Regions from separate parts of the Mus musculus genome. Here region 1 is linked to region 2. Evidence: chromatin contacts called from public HiChIP or PLAC-seq data. All regions are on one chromosome and are shown on one strand. Each heading gives the region's core, a stretch centred on a gene start, on an enhancer-like site or on the middle of the called end of the contact. The rest is flanking DNA. Distances are from core to core; before and after follow the strand shown.

The links. HiChIP or PLAC-seq counts read pairs in DNA pulled down with a chosen protein or histone mark.
Region 1: a contact with region 2 is called in an HNF4G HiChIP or PLAC-seq map of pancreatic cancer cells. The contact joins two enhancer-like sites. A contact is called at or near these places in 1 of 15 datasets of contacts at CTCF or cohesin (large pre-B cells), 13 of 484 Hi-C or Micro-C datasets (ECoMG-derived neutrophils, the G1E-ER4 cell line, Th17 cells and 8 more), 2 of 115 datasets of contacts at active chromatin or transcription factors (fibro-adipogenic progenitors and pancreatic cancer cells) and 2 of 9 other capture datasets (adipose tissue and liver).

What each region holds. Positions count from the first base shown.
Region 1 is chr9:123,425,369-123,432,930 of GRCm38.p6, forward strand. Lars2 (leucyl-tRNA synthetase, mitochondrial) reads left to right here. Exons shown (of 21, transcript NM_153168.3): 10 at 2,079-2,183; 11 at 6,518-6,633. Among named protein-coding and RNA genes, the nearest start is that of Gm40586, 35 kb to the right of the region's middle. Within about 2 kb of position 5,858, at least 36 of the 459 cell types and tissues checked have an H3K27ac peak or open chromatin away from gene starts, as enhancers often do. A contact at or near this core is called in pancreatic cancer cells, where this site is marked.
Region 2 is chr9:123,133,329-123,141,007 of GRCm38.p6, forward strand. It overlaps Exosc7 (exosome component 7), which reads left to right. Exons shown (of 8, transcript NM_001081188.1): 8 at 2,571-2,801. The coding sequence ends at 2,675. Among named protein-coding and RNA genes, the nearest start is that of Clec3b, 14 kb to the right of the region's middle. Within about 2 kb of position 4,138, at least 79 of the 459 cell types and tissues checked have an H3K27ac peak or open chromatin away from gene starts, as enhancers often do. A contact at or near this core is called in pancreatic cancer cells, where this site is marked.

The sequences.
Region 1 (7,562 bases), core at 4,608-7,107, 290 kb after region 2:
GGTAGCTGATACCCAGAGCTATTTCTCTGAGGCCTGTGTCTGCATTCTGTGTCTGTACTGCAGTCTCTCCATTCTCCACGGTAGCTTTTGCTCTTATTCTGCCCCCTCACCTCCCCTTTTCCTAATGCTGCATCATAATTGCAGAATTTGCAAATACATATTTCTTCTTTGAGAAACAACTTTATGGAGTTAGAAATGTGGATGCCTGCTTGGAGATGTGGAGTTCAACAGGCTCCAGCAACAGGGGTTTAGCAACTGGATCCAGAGTGCTAGCTGAACCTCAACCTCCAAAGCCCACACTGGATGCCACTCTGCCCTGCCTTCTTCCTGGATCCTGCCTTTACCTCTTGGAAATGCAAATCCTAATTCTTGGGCTGATTTTTATTTGAGGGCTTGTAGATCACTATATGAAAGTTTGAAACAAGAATTGCAAATTGCAAAGGCCAGCCAGTTGTGGCTCTTTTAATGGTGATGTAATAACACAGGTAAACTAAGGCACCTGTCAGTAACTGTTCATGTGCCCCTTTCTTTCCTCTGGACTTTGGATATTTGTACTTCTAGTCCATCTAGTCCCTGAGGATGTCTACGTGTAAGGCTCTTTCCCTGCTACTGTTCTTGTAGTAAACTTTATTCATGATAATACACTGATTGGGTAAATTGCAAGTCATTTGCTGTAAGTAAATAAGTAAATAAATAAATAAATCTGTTTTCTCTTCCAGCACCTATGCCCAGAATGATAGCTCTTTTGAGACTAATTATTTATTAATAAATGCCTTAGCCATCAACTTCAGCTTGCTGTCTGACTTACACTTAATTTATTATCCCTTTTATTCTAACTGGGAATCAGCTATATGGCTGTTCACCTCTCCTTATCTTCTTAGGTTTTTCTCCTTATAGTTCTTGAGCCGAATCTCCCATGCTTCTCACTATTTCCTGAATTTTCTCTATCTCTGCTGAATGTCCCACCTCCTATTTCCTGCCTAAACTCATTGGCTTTTTTATTGACAGGTGATGCTTATAAGAGATTCTCTCTACAATTCGCCTCATAAATACTCATAACTGGGTCATGTATACTATAATTACATTGTTCTGTTAGTTTGCTTTGCTTATTTTTAAAACTGGCTCTTGCCATGTAGCCCAGACTAGTCTAGAACTTACTGTATATCTCAGGTTACCCTCAAATTCAGCCTCCAGAGTGCTAGACATGCACCACCAGCCCCAGCCTTACTTTCTCATTCTTAGGCAACTTTTTTTTTTCTAGAATTCAGTCTCTTTCTGTGTGTGTCTCTCTTTCGTTTGCTTTTGTTTTTTGAATTTCTAGCAGGATCTCCCCACATTCTCCATAGCTCTATAAAACTCTTGATACCGTTTTCTCCAAATTCCAGCCTTCCAATCAATCTTACAAGTTCCCTCTTTTTCCTAAAGATACTCTGAATGCTGTTTGGTTTGGTTCAGGTCTGAATTGGTATGACCCTCCAGGCCTCAGCTGCATGTCTAATATTCTGCCTGACTTCTTTCTTGAATGTTCTTGTGGCTTTTCTTTATTGGGTTCCTGTTTCCTGTCTCTTTTTCCATTAGACTTCCATCTTTCAAGAACACACATGCTCCAATATCTCCTAAGACAAGCATATGTGGGAAGACACTGTTCTGTCTATGGATGTCTAGAACTCTCTTTCCTGCTCTCTGCACTGCTGTTCTCTGCTTGCTAGCCACATCCTCATGCACTTGCTTTAGAAGTTCCCAGCTCTTCCTTTCACCATAGGGAGGCTTTGTGTGTCTTATTCTCACTGCTGGAGTTATTTCTGAGGAGTTAAAGGTGGTAATAAGATGCTTTTCCATCTGGAACTCAGAACACCCTTCCCACTTCCCACTTCTTTGCTTGTGTGTACAGGTAGACAAAACTTCTCTCCTGAACTTGTTTAATCTTCTAATATCCACTGGTGTAAATTACCTGCTAATACTCTTCAAAGGACCAGTTAGTTCTTTAGCAATTAGCACACAGCATGGGAGATGTTATGCTTTTTCTTGCTTGTCTGCTCTTGGATATGTCTTGCTGATGGATCTTTTCTTGTTTTCAGATTGCCTCACACCAGTGATGGCTGTGAGCATGCTCACCCTGCAGGAGGTCCCCATCGTTATCATGGCTAACCCTGACTTGGAAGGCTCTCTAGATTCAAAAATAGGTATGTGGTTGTTTAGATGTCATACATGCTAATAAATTATGCAGGGTTAAGGGCAAAGGGCTGACAGCTCTTGCTGTCACTTGGAGGAGTTTACTATTGATTCTGTGATGGGTTTTGCTTCTCAGTGAAACTGTGTGTTCCTTTTTTTTTTTTTCAATCTTCCCTTTGAAGCTGAGGATCATATTTAGTAGTTCACACACTGTTGGCAAAGCATTCTACCATGAGCTGCACTCAGCCCTCACCTTCCATGTATCATTTAGTTAAGAACTACATATTCAAGAGCACAGTACTACACACCTGAATTCCTAGCACTCAGAAGCCTGCGGTAGAGAGATCGCAAGTTTAACTTTTTTAAACATATTTTTTGTGTATGAATGTTTTGCCTGACTACTATGTATATGCCCTGTGCCTGTAGAGGTCAGAAGGAATCAAATCTTCTGGAACTGGAGCTACAAATGGTTTTAAGCTGTCTTGTGGGTATTGGGAGCTGAACCCAATTCCTCTATAAGAAGAACAATTCTTATAGCTACTGAGCAAGTTTAAAGCCTGGAAAACATGGCAAAACCACATCTAAAAACAAAAACAAAAACAAACAAAAGCAAGCATACAAACAACAACAACAAAAACGGTGTATTTGAATGCATATGGGTGGAGTGGTGAGGGGAGGGATGGCAAAACAACTCAGGGTATAAGAATGCTTGCCACTCAAGCCTGCCAACCTGAGTGGAGTTCCTGGAACCTAATTCTGAAAGTGATCTTCCAAACCTCCACCTGTGCCTGCACACACACATTAATAATTAATAAATCATAAATCATACATACATACATACATTTTACTTTTTTTAAGGAAAGCATATTAGGTATTTCATGTCATCCTGGCTGCTATTGAGAATTTTAAAAGCTTAGGCTCATGAGTCATGAGTTAGTTTTTAAATACCTAGGCACATGATATGGGGATAATACAACATAGGCTAAAAATTTAATTTCCAAATCCAAGCCAGGTGTAGTAATTCAGGCATCTAGTCCCAGCATTGAGGAGAGAGATCTTGAGTTTGAAGTCAGCCTAGGCTATATAGTAAGATCCTGTCTTAACAAAACCAAACCAAACAAAATAAAACTCACCAAACTGCCAGCAAGGGTAGAGATGGGAGTTCCTATGATCCTTGTAAGCTGGGTTTTGGAATTGTGGAGGAGGCTAATCTGAGCTCCTCAAGAAAGGGTCATGAACAGTATACAAAGGCACCTGAGAGACATTTTGTCATTGGCAGCCTTATTTATGAGTGTTACCCATCTCTTGTCCTGGGGCAGAACGAGAACAAAGGATAAGTATCTAATGACAGCCCTGTCCAAAATTTGCCTTCGGGACACACCTGTGCACCTCTCTGGCTTGCTTTCCTGTCACACTGCAGATCACACTGGAGATCCCAGTCACACTGCAGAGCAGCAGCCTGCTCAGCAGTGCCCTTCCTGTGCTGCTGCAGCAACAGTTCCTATTAAAATGACCTCAGGTCACTTCTGATGAAGCATTTGGAAGAGATGTCAAAGCAGAAAGCTGGCACTGAGCACTCAGGTCATGTCTGACTGTTACAACCATACATTTTATAATTAGTAAGAAGTTTTAAGCAGCCAGAGTAAACAGTGGAAAAAAACCTTAATATGGCTTTTTGGGGGCAGACAAGGGATGTTTGACATTTTGGGCTAAATCACCGACACAATGGTTCTGAAGGATTTAGATGTTTTTAGGTAAGCATGGGGAATTTTTTTTTCCGTTGTCTTGATTTCCTTCGGTTGTATAATTGGTATTTTCTAAGTACTGTTCCTTGCCTTTTAAGGGTAGAAGCAGAGACAAGTAAGAAATAAAGCAGAATTTTCACTATCCCACCTGCACAGTTAGAATAGATCACGTTTTCAAGTAATCTTAATGTGGCCAGATAAATGTGATGGCTACTGAAAGGGACTGGTATTGGCTTAGGATACCCAAGACCAAGTTCTTAGCATAGAAGAGATTTATTTGCCCCAGAGGGACAAAGGGCAGGGAATAAGAGAAAAGACAGGAGACAGAGGAGAAGGGAGAAAGGGAAGGGAACATGGGAGAAGGGAAGGGGGTGTTCGTCTCAGTGGGGCACAAAGAACTGGCTCTGGATAGAGAGCAGACAGACAGATGTGGCCCATAAAGGTAAAAGGGGAAACTCCATGATATGATGAGGTGTTTAATTTTAATTGGGTATGTTAATTAGGTGTTCCAAAGGGGACTTTTGATTGCTGGACTTCTATACTTTGATAGCTGGACCTTGATAATCAGCCTCAGGAGGAGGAAGTGGACAAATAAGGGCATAGACTTCAGTGGCTAGCTTTAGGAATATAATCTAATGGTTTTTATCAAGGCAGAGGGAATGGGGAGAAAGGCAAGGCCTGTCAGAGCCATGTTTGCCTTCCTTGGGCTGGCTAAAGTCCTTTCAGTGTCTACTTTGGAGTGTCATTGAGTCACCCTAAGCAGGACATCAAAATCTGGCAAATGACCCTTGACTCCCTGCTGTGACTACAAACTGCTGTTGGTAGTGTTTGCTATTGCCCTGTGTCCGTACCTCCCAGTCCAGTCCATTCGCTTTATTTTGTGTTTTCTGTCACAACGCAGTTGGAAACACTATTGCCAGACTTTCTGAACCCACAAGCATTTAAATAATAATGAATTTGAATTTTAATAAGACACGGGGACTTATTAAATTTTATTATAGCTTAGGCCTTAGCTTGGGCTACCTCCCCGCTAGCTCATCTAACTTAATTAAGCCAAGTCTTATAGTCCATGTCCCACCACGTGGCCCGTTACCTCTCTCTCACTCCCCATATGTCTAACCTCCTCCATGCCCTGCTGGCAAATCTTCCTGTATCCCTGCTGCCTCTCCCAGAGACCCTCTCTCATAAGAATGGCAGTACTAAAATCTGGTCATTACTCAGCTCTCTGCTGGTACAGACTTGAATAATACCAACACAACCTTCACACACTGCACCTCAACAAAACACGCAGCTTGCACTACTATAGAACTGTCAGCCCTCTGCACCTGAAGGCACCCCTCTGGAACTGTTTTGTTTGGCTTAGCCTTCTTGTTTGACCTTCCACATGTATGTTTTAACATTTTCCATGAGAGAGGTGTCAGCACCAGGAGACATTTGACCAATTTGGGAGATTGTGAAATGAATATATAGTCCTAGCTAGCCTGTATAAAAGACACACGATCCCGGTATTTTATTTACAAGCCTAGATTGGGCAGGTTTGGAGCTATCCTAACTTATTCTCCAGTTGTATGTCCTCTTCACATGCTGTATCCCCTGGCCACATGCTCATGGTCCATCTCCTTTCATGGCAGCCTCCTCCACCCCACCCCCCCACCCCCCCACCCACCCCCACCCGTCTTCTGCTCCCTCTGCCTGCAACCCCTTCACTTGATCTTCAAGTCCCACCTTTCTCCCTTCACTGCCCAATCACAGGCTCTAGCTTTTTACTGGGGAGCAATGTTCACATAGCATCACTTGATGTATGTGAGAATCTGCTTGTGGGAAGCCAGGTCTTGAGAAGCCAGTATTTAGCATTAGAATACAAGCAGCATCAGACCAACCCACTCCAAGAGATCTTTTGTTTGTCCCTACTGAGGAAGTGGTCTGGAAAGGAGCCAGGATAGGGTAGAATACTCCCTGTGCCACCATGCTCAGAACCACCCATTTTGTCAGCAGCACCACACTCAGAACCCTGTCCTAGAGAACCAACCACCAAAGCCTGCTTCTGTGCTCAGCTGAAGCCAGAACAGCAGGCTCTACCCCTCTGGGTGATTTTCTTGTGCTCCACCTCATTTCCTGAAGATGTGTGTGGGTTGAAGAATAAATGCCTGTTCAGAATGCTCTGGTGTTTTCAGGGACACAACATAGACTCCAATGCCAGCTTTCAATCTCCAGACTTCTAGGGAATTAAAATGCCATTGGAGCCAGCACTGCTTCCCACCAGGAAGCCACTGGGGGCTATTCAAGAGGCTCTCCTCATACTTGTAATATATAGTTTCCGTGGCATAGATGGTAGATTTTAGGGTTGCAACTATGTTTTTAAGAAGAAGGAAAACCAGAGAAAAAGATATAAGGAAAATAAGTCCAACAATGTAAACAGTTGTGTTAGGGTGCCAGGTTCTCTAAGACTCTGTCCCATTATCCAGTGAGTTTGATGTGGCTTTCTGTCTTCTGAGTTAAAAGGGACCTTAAGAAGCTAACGCTGTGTGTCACTGTTGCATGATTCTTTGTTTTGAGCACTTAAGAGGAGTTGACGTTTTGTATTTTTCATCTCTGAACAGGAATCCCCAGCACCAGCTCAGAGGACACCAGACTGGCCCAAGCTCTGGGCCTACCCTACTCTGAGGTCATTGAAGCTTCACCCGATGGCACAGAGAGACTGAGTGGATCTGCTGAGGTTGGTGCCCTGGCCTGTGCCTGAAATTTACTTACTTGTGAGTCAAGCCCCTGAGATTGGTGTGATGAGACACGCTCTTACAGAGTCCTATCCCAGCTCACCCTTCCGCTCTCCCTCGCCCCAGCAGCCTTGTAGCTCTGCTTGGTTTCTCAGAACAAAAGACTCATCTTCTTCAAGACCTAGAAGTTCCTTAGCCAACCCTAGAAAACTTCATTTGAGAATCTTGCTTGAGAAATGATCTTTTCAAAGAATTTTTAGCTTCTTAGGTGACTGTAGCTGACTCTTCCTGGGGAAGATGATTGCTCACTCCAGATTATTTGCTGTTAACATCTAAAGTTTAACTTGAGTTAACAGACTGTTTACAGACTGTTTAGTTTAATGAAAGTTTACAGACCCTTATATAAACACTCAGTGTTTAAACAAGGTTATCTCCTGTTTGATTTCGTATATTCGGCAGGATGTGAACTCCAGCTGTGCTGAACTGAACCTGTAGTAACAATTTTGGAGTTTTTGTTTCTTTTAAAAAAGAAACCAGAAATTTTATAAGAATGTACTTTCATTTTAATCCCAGGTGTAGGGATGTGGGGCTGTTTTGGACTGTCAGAAGCAGCTGACTATGACTTGCTTCATGCTGTAGCAGAGGCATAGTTTTGCCAGCTGCAGATAGTTTCTGTGATTGGGTGACATTTCAAATTCTGGAAACTTTTCAGAGGGCATATAAATGCTAGAGCCCTGATAGGTGGGGTGGGTGGTTGTTGGTCATTCAGGGGCAGTTGTTAATAGTTGTGCTCAAAGAAGAAACAAAAGGAAAGAAATTAGATTCAGGGATCTCTCTCTCTCTCTCTCTCTCTCTCTCTCTGCCCCCTCTCCTTCATCCATCTCTCTCTCCTATTTAGTGATAGGCGGTTAACAGGGGTAGGATAGGGAGT
Region 2 (7,679 bases), core at 2,888-5,387:
TGTACTCTGCTAAGCAACCTAGGTTGGGCTTCTCTACAGATAGAATGCAGTAGGAGTCCTACCAAAGACCTCGTCAGACAGGAGGAGCTCAAGCTTCCCTTGGAGAGGGCTCACCCAGAGGACTGAATGAGAAATCTGTAAAAGTGTCCTTTACGTGCCAGAATGATTGTTGACTCTGAAGCTTGCTGCCTCAGTCTGCTAACCTAGGCCTCGTCCTGGAAAGCTTCCAGCCCCTGTACAGTCTTACCTAGGCCGAGGATGTTTTCAGCCTCTGAGACTTACTGAATGAGCTAATGGTTCTTTGCTCTCTCTGAACACTGGCTGGCTAATCAACTCAGCCATTCTGTCTCAAACTTCTTTCTAACCTGATTGATTCAAACTGGCTTCTCTCAGCTTTTCTTAATTGCTCTGCTTGGCCTCAGACTAACTCTGTTCTAATCTTCTGGCTCCTTATCATTCTTCAGCCCATTCCATCTTCACCTGTGTCTAGCTTATTTTAACTCTCTCTGCAACATGTCTCTGGTACAACTGTCCTGGTAAAACTGCCTCCTTCCTCTCTCTGCACTGCCCCCAAGTAGCTTCCCTCGCCACTCTTCTACTGAGAGTTATACATATCCTATTTTATCAGCTCTTTCTCTGATTCATCACTTTGCCACTCAATTAGACATCACTTTTAAACATGGGTGCTTCCTTCTACAAACTTTACCTTCATTGTTTGGGACTAAAGGTGTGTACTAAGGTCATGTCTGTATTCTAGCCAAAGGGATTAAAGGTATGTCCTAAGGACTGAGCCGCACCACAACTAGAAACAGTTTTGTTTTGTTGTGTTGTGTTTTTTCAGTAAATAACATAATCTCAGGATTCACAGAGCAATCAAGCATCCTGCAACAGAAATACAGGTGTTTTAAACAATAGCAAAGATTTATTGTGTACTACATGCCAGGAACTTAGTGTTTTTCCCAATCTGTTATCCCCCATAGTTATTCACATTTTTTTGAGATGAAGAACCTGAGGCATGTAAAAGATAAGCAGGTCTCTCTGAAGTGTTGTAGCTGTGCCTCCAGGGCTGTCAGCCTGTATTTGCCAAGAGCTTAGGGTCAGGGTTACAGTGGTTGGGAAATTAGCTCCATCAGTGAGCTGAGCCTGGGCCTCCCTAACCTAAGAATGGGGTCTGCAAATGTGGCTCAAAGAACAACTTATCTCTGCAGGCTGTGGCCTCTGCTCTCCACTCCTGTTGTCCTTGCTCTTACCTCTTCTTATCTTTCTCCCACCTTCATTTGCATGGGTAGTCAGACCACCTGTTTGTTAGACTTGAACATCTTTCTGTAGTGGAGGATGTGTGTGTTTGTGTGTGTATGCATGCATATGTGCATGTTTGCATATGTGTGAGTGTGCATGTGGGGAGGTTCTTGCTCATGTAAGTGTGTGTGTGTCTGTGTAGATCGGAGGTTGGCACTGAGTGTCTTCCTCAGTCATTCTCCACTATGTGTATTGGGGCAGGATCTCTCACTTGAACCCAGAGCTCATTAATCTAGCCAGCCAGCTTATTGTAGGGATCCCTGCTTCTGGCTCTCTGTAAGCTGAGATCACAAGTTTGCTACCACATCTGCCCAACATTTACTGGGTGCTGGGAGTCTGAACTCTAATCCACAATAATCTTTTCATAAGTTTTCATATCTGGAGGCTCATCTCACATGACAGCTGGCACCAGGATAGACCCAAAGGTTATGACTGGCCTGGGACTGGGGTCTGTAGGCTTGGTGCCTTTCTCTCTGACACTAAGATCCAATCCAGTGTCATTGTCACAGTCATAGGCTGTGAGAACACTCAAAGTTTTCAGTAGAGACTTGAGGTTGATACATTATAATCGTAAAGTGATTCATGAGCCTGGAGCCAAGATATCAAAGATTTTATTTGGGGGGTTTGGGACATTCTGTGCATTTATTTAGTTTTGTTTTGTTTTGTTTTTTTCTAGCCTGTCTGCTGTTTGGGTGCTAATGGCTAAAGTAGTAGGTAGTCTGACCTGTTCTATTCTAATGCAGCTCTGCAGGTAGCCAAGGGGCAGACTTAGGCACCTGAGACTTGACCTGGGAGGCTGCTGTCAGCTGAGTTAGGAATGGCTTATTAGTAAGATGGCCTGGCAGTCTGCTCTTCAGCCGGAGGGTTCTCTGTGGTCTTTTATCCTTATTATAAAACAGTGCCTTGGACAGCTTTGGTTGGCAATGTGGCTGTTTGTCGTGGCCACAGGAGCACTGATGGTTGGGCAGTCTTCCCTGGCCCTTCATGCTTGGTGTATTTAGAGGATCTCCAGGGTGTAACTGTGATGCTGTTGGGGTTTAGAGTTCATGTTGTATTTATTGAAAGACTGTTCTGGTCTTTCTGTTAGTGAGCTGGAGTGTAGCTCTGTGGAATGTATACCTAATTTGTAGGGCAAATGAAAAGCTGCTTTAAAAGTTCTGTGATGCAGACAGATGTGTAGGTATTGGGCAGACTAGCCAGCAGGTGGGGGCTTCTGGTCAGTTTGTACCTCACTAGCAGGTGACCTCTGTCCTGTCCCTGTCATCCTACAGAGCAGCAAGCGAGTGGGCAAGGTGCTGCACGTGTCCTTGCAGAGCCTTCTGCACAAGGAAGAAAGCCTGGGGCCCAAGAGGCCGAGAGTCGGGTTCCTGGGGTGATTTCTCTCCACTGCACGTTGGTTGCCTCACTTTTCATTGACACTGGTTTGTATATATTTCTCTTAATTGTCAAAATTTAATTCCACATTTGTAAATGTAAAAATAAAGTCTATTTTTTTTGGTCCATTGGTGTTGTTAGCATCTCCAGCTTTATACCAAGACACCATCCTGCTTAGCAGTCTGCTGCCAGGATGGAATTGAAGTGAGTCGGGAGCTGCCTGCTTTAAAGTACGAGAGAATGACAGCAAACACTGAAGTAAAGACCCTGCAGGAGCTAGACATGGTAGCATAGACTGAATACTTGCACTGGGGAGGGTTCAAGCTGAGACAATTTAACAAGACCCAGTCTCCAATCAGACTCCTCGGAGAAAGTGCTTTAAAGAAATAGCCTCCGGCAATAAGTTTGGTTTTTTTTGTTTGGTTGGTTTTTTGGGTTTTTTTTTTTTTATTTTTGGTGTTTGGTTTTTCAAGACAGGGTTTCTCTGTGTAGCCCTGGCTGTCCTGGAACTTACTCTGTAGACCGGGCTGGCCTTGAACTCAGAAATCTGCCTGCCTCTGCCTCCCAAGTGCTGGGATTAAAGGCGTGCGCCACCACTGCCTGGCTCCTGCAGTAAGTATTTTGTGAATTATTTTTTTCTTTATAAAACTTTTGCACTAAAAATCACAGTGCCAGGTTTGGTGACACAAACTTTTAATCCCAAGACCAGCAAGGCAGAAGTAAGTAGATTACTATGAGTGTGGGGCTAGCCTACTCTGCATAGTGAATTCCAGGCTAGCTAAGTGAGACCTACATAGTGAAACCGTGTCACAAAAATTAATCAATCATCAATCAATTCAAACCACTCCCACCCACCGTGTACTTGGTGCTTCTGAGGGTCAGGAATAAGGAAGCCATGGCCACAGAGGAGGGCCCAGGCCTCCTGCCTGTACCTGCCAGGTAACCTTACCAGGTCCTGCCAGCCAAGAGACCCAGAAGATCCTTCCTTGGGTCAGGGGCTTAGTGGACACTTGGGTCCCTCCCCATCCTATCCTACCTTTCTTAGATTTTTCTGCTTTTGTTTTGAGTCAGAGTCTTATGTAGCCCAGTGATGCCTTTGAACTCCAAGTCTTCCTGCTCGGGATTAGGTTGCAGGCATGTTCTGGCATATCAGACTCCAGTCTTGTTTTCAAATTCCTTTGTGTTTTATAACCCCGCCCTGATGTTTCATAAGATGGCCGTGTTGTATCAGCACTATAAAGGCTGCTTAAGGACTATTGTCATTTGACTTACTAGCCAGCTTTAGTTGTCTGGGGACAGTAAGGAAGATAGTCTACTCACAGTGCAGCATGGTGGAATTCAGGCTTCGTGCATACAGGAGTATTTGTGTGTTTTCCAGGAGAGCTAAAGCTCCTAAATCAGTCTTACTGGGCCCTTGGGAGGGAGCTGACTCATGGAGAACATTTCAGCCAGAGGTATTTGCATTCTGCATTGAGTCAGCCAAATAGGGCGAGGTGTTAGGAACTTATCATCTAATGGAAAGAGCAGTGTGGGCTGCAGCCCTCGTGCATTAATTTCAGAGGCCCAGGCATGGGCCCTCCCTCGTGTGACCAGGTCCATCCATCCCTGCAAAGAAGTAGCTGGATTTGTGTGTCCCTGGGAAGCTGCTTACCTACTGATAGCATAGCTGGGCTGTTGTGTTTTCCCAGTGCATGCCACAACAGATGCCATGTTACCCAACAAGGCAGGAGACAGGCTTTATCCTCTGCCCTGTGCCCATTGTGTACCCACGAGGAGTGATTAGCGGTGGTGGTGCAGAGAGGTGCCTCAAATGTGAATGAGGTGCACAAGCCTCGGTTCCAAGGACCGCTTCCACTCGATCACTTTGTCTGTGTAGGACAGTGACCACTTTTAGTGCTTTTGTATGTGCCCATGGGTAGTAAAAATGAATGTTGAGGTTACCACAGCAGTACTATGGGCACAAGCCTGGGACAGGGCACCCGGATTCATATGCCACCCCCCTGTTCACCTCTCATCTTCCTCTGGCTCTTTGGGAAAATTGGTGAGAGAGGAAAACTCCAGTTTGTAGGTAAGTTGGTTCTGTACGTTGGGACAGCAGTGAGGGAGCCAGGGTCATAGAACACTTGGTGGCTTGTTTTTCATGAAGGGAGAAGGATATATAGCTAGTAGAAACTTGTTTGGGTCACTACCCAAAGTTCTCCAGAGAGAAGGGGTATGCTCTGAAAGCTAAGAATATGGCATGCCCTAAGATCCTGCAGAAGAGGGACCTTCTGCAGAAAGTAAGTAGTCTGTCACCAGCTACTCTCTTCCCGAGGGCCTTTGCAGACTCAGAGTGTAGGCTGTGGATCAGGCCCCAGCAACACCTTTGATGCTTGTGTGATGGTTTTTAATCTGCATTATCCCCCAAACAGCGCTGGGCCCACACCTGCCAAAGCCCAAGACAATGTGTGGGAGAGGAGTTTGAGTTTAGACATCCTGGAGGCCGGAAGCAACAGGAGCACTAATCATGTAGGCAGAGAACTAAGTTCAACACCCCTCTGCTTTTCTGGAAGAGGTGGGCATACAGCACTGCCCTTGTTCCCTTAACCTTGCAGGCTATCCACTAACTCTCCCACAGGTGACTCCTGTGTGTCCCTTGAGAAGATGGCACATGGGACAAGTGATGAGTCTATGGAATAGGAGTGTATCCAGAAGACACCTGCTAGGTGTCTCCAGATCTGGATCATGGGAATCCTGCTTCACTTTCTATCCTCAAGTATTGTGAGCCCCATGAGACCAGGCTGGGAGCTTGGCCTCCCAAGACCTACCCAACACAGGCACCAGGACACAGACAGGGCCAGAGTCACATACTTGAACAGATGGCCAGGGTCAAAAGCTATTTGTGTTTGGTTTTGAGTACGGGTGGGATCACCCTTGCTTTCATGTTAGAAATCTGTATTCTGGATGCTCTGGCCTTTGAAGGGTGTGGGAAGACAGCCTCAGGCTAGGCCACGCTGCTGCTGACACAGGGCCAGAAGGGCTGGGGCTGAAAGGAAACATCTGTGAGGGGTTGTGTGAGGGCCAGCTGCATGCAGAGCCAGAATTTCACATGTTTAAGCAGATCTAGGTGGGGTGCCCAGATCTTGTTTTGTCCAGTTTTGACTTTAAATGTTTTCAAAGCGGTGGAGGAAAACAGAAAAATAAACTGCATTGTGCCTTGACCCTCTTCCCAGTTTTCCACCTCTGCTTCTACACTTAGCACAATAAGATAGCCTTGAGGGTGGAGGGCTTAGCACACATTTCCTTAGGGAAATATTAATCTAGTGTGTCTGTCCTGGCTGAAACCCAGCCCTCCCTGCTTTCTTCTGACACATGATGGGGACAGTACCACAGATGTGTAGTTGGAGGGGGGGGAGGGGGTAAAAGTGATAGGGCTCCAGGTGGCCTGTCAGAATCCACTGTGGCCGGCTGCACTGGTGCTGTGCGCCTGGCTAGAGAGAAGTGGAGTAGACAAGAGAATATGAATGCTTTACAGATCCAGGGTCAGCATGGGTAGCAGATGAGCCAGAATTGCTGTTATGTATCCGTCCATGCTTTGTACAGGGAAGTGCAAACTGCCCATAAGGGCTTCATACATAGGCTGTATTCTGAGAGCTGCACCACAAAAGAATAAAAAACAAAATCCAGGAAATGGAACTGAGGTGTATGTAGAAGGCCCTGGATTTAAGCCCAGTACTGTGATGGACAATGTGGTTGGACTCGGGGCAGGAAACTTAGAGGAATAATGGGAAGAAAAGAGAGGAAGGAACCTAGAGAAGGGATGAAGGACATGCTGTCCAGTCACTAGGCTCCTGAATGATGTTCCAGGGGCCACTGGGTAATATTTTGGAGGCCAACCTCAAGCCAAGACAGCAGGCCAGATGATCTTTTCTAATCCTTTCCCTCTCCCTGGTTTTTTGTAGTGGTAACGCTTGGTTGCTCCAGAGAGTCCACTTGTAGACCCGAGTTGTGCCAAGGAAGTGTTAGTGATTCCCCAAAACACACCCAGGAGCCTATCTGGTGCAATTCACAGCAGGGTCTTTATTCTATTCAAGCTGGCTCAGCTCCCTCCCCGATGCAGGATGGTTTGTGGGTAGGGGTGAATGTCTAATTGGAAAGCTACTGTGGCCTTTAACACAATTGGCTGGTATTGGGAGTCATATAAACTTTTGCTCCCCTCTGCATTGGTGGTCGTTAGGCAGGGGGTGGGCTTATAACTTAGGGTGCAGGTTTGTTGTTTTAGAGGTTTAGTCCATTTATCATCATGACAGGAAGTGTGGCAGCATGCAGGCAGACATGATCCTAGAGAGGTAGCTGAGAGAGAGAGAGATCTAAATCTGATTCTAAAGGCCACAGGAAGAGAGTGACACTTGGCCAGGCTTGAGCCTATTCCTCTGTAACACACTTCCTCCAACAAGGCCACACCTCCTAATAGTGCTATTCCCTATGGTCCTATGGGCCATTTTCACTCAAACTACCACATTCACAGACTTGTAACCTATCATAGTCCAACTTTAAAAGTCCCCATCATTTTTAACAGTCTCAACCCTGCCTAAAAATTCCAAAATCTCTTCAGAGACTCATTGCAATCTCCCTCTCTCTCTTAGTTAGTTAGTTAGTTATTCGAGACAGGGTTTCTCTGTGTAGCCCTGGCTATCCTGGAACTCACTCTGTAGACCAGGCTGGCCTTGAACTCAGAAATCTGCCTGCCTCTGCCTCCCAAGTGCTGGGATTAAAGGTGTGCGCCACCACGCCCAGCTTCATTGCAATCTCTTAACTGTGACCCCAATAAAATCAAAACAAAGCAGGTCACATACAGTGGCATAGGGATACATTATTGTTCCAAAGGGAGGACAAGGAACATAATGCGGAAATACTGGACCAAAGCAAGAGTGAAAACCGACTGGGCTGTAACCTTGGGCTTTACCATTTGCACCCCAGTCCCTGAAATAATGACTCTGAGACTTATATATGACTAAATTCTTAGG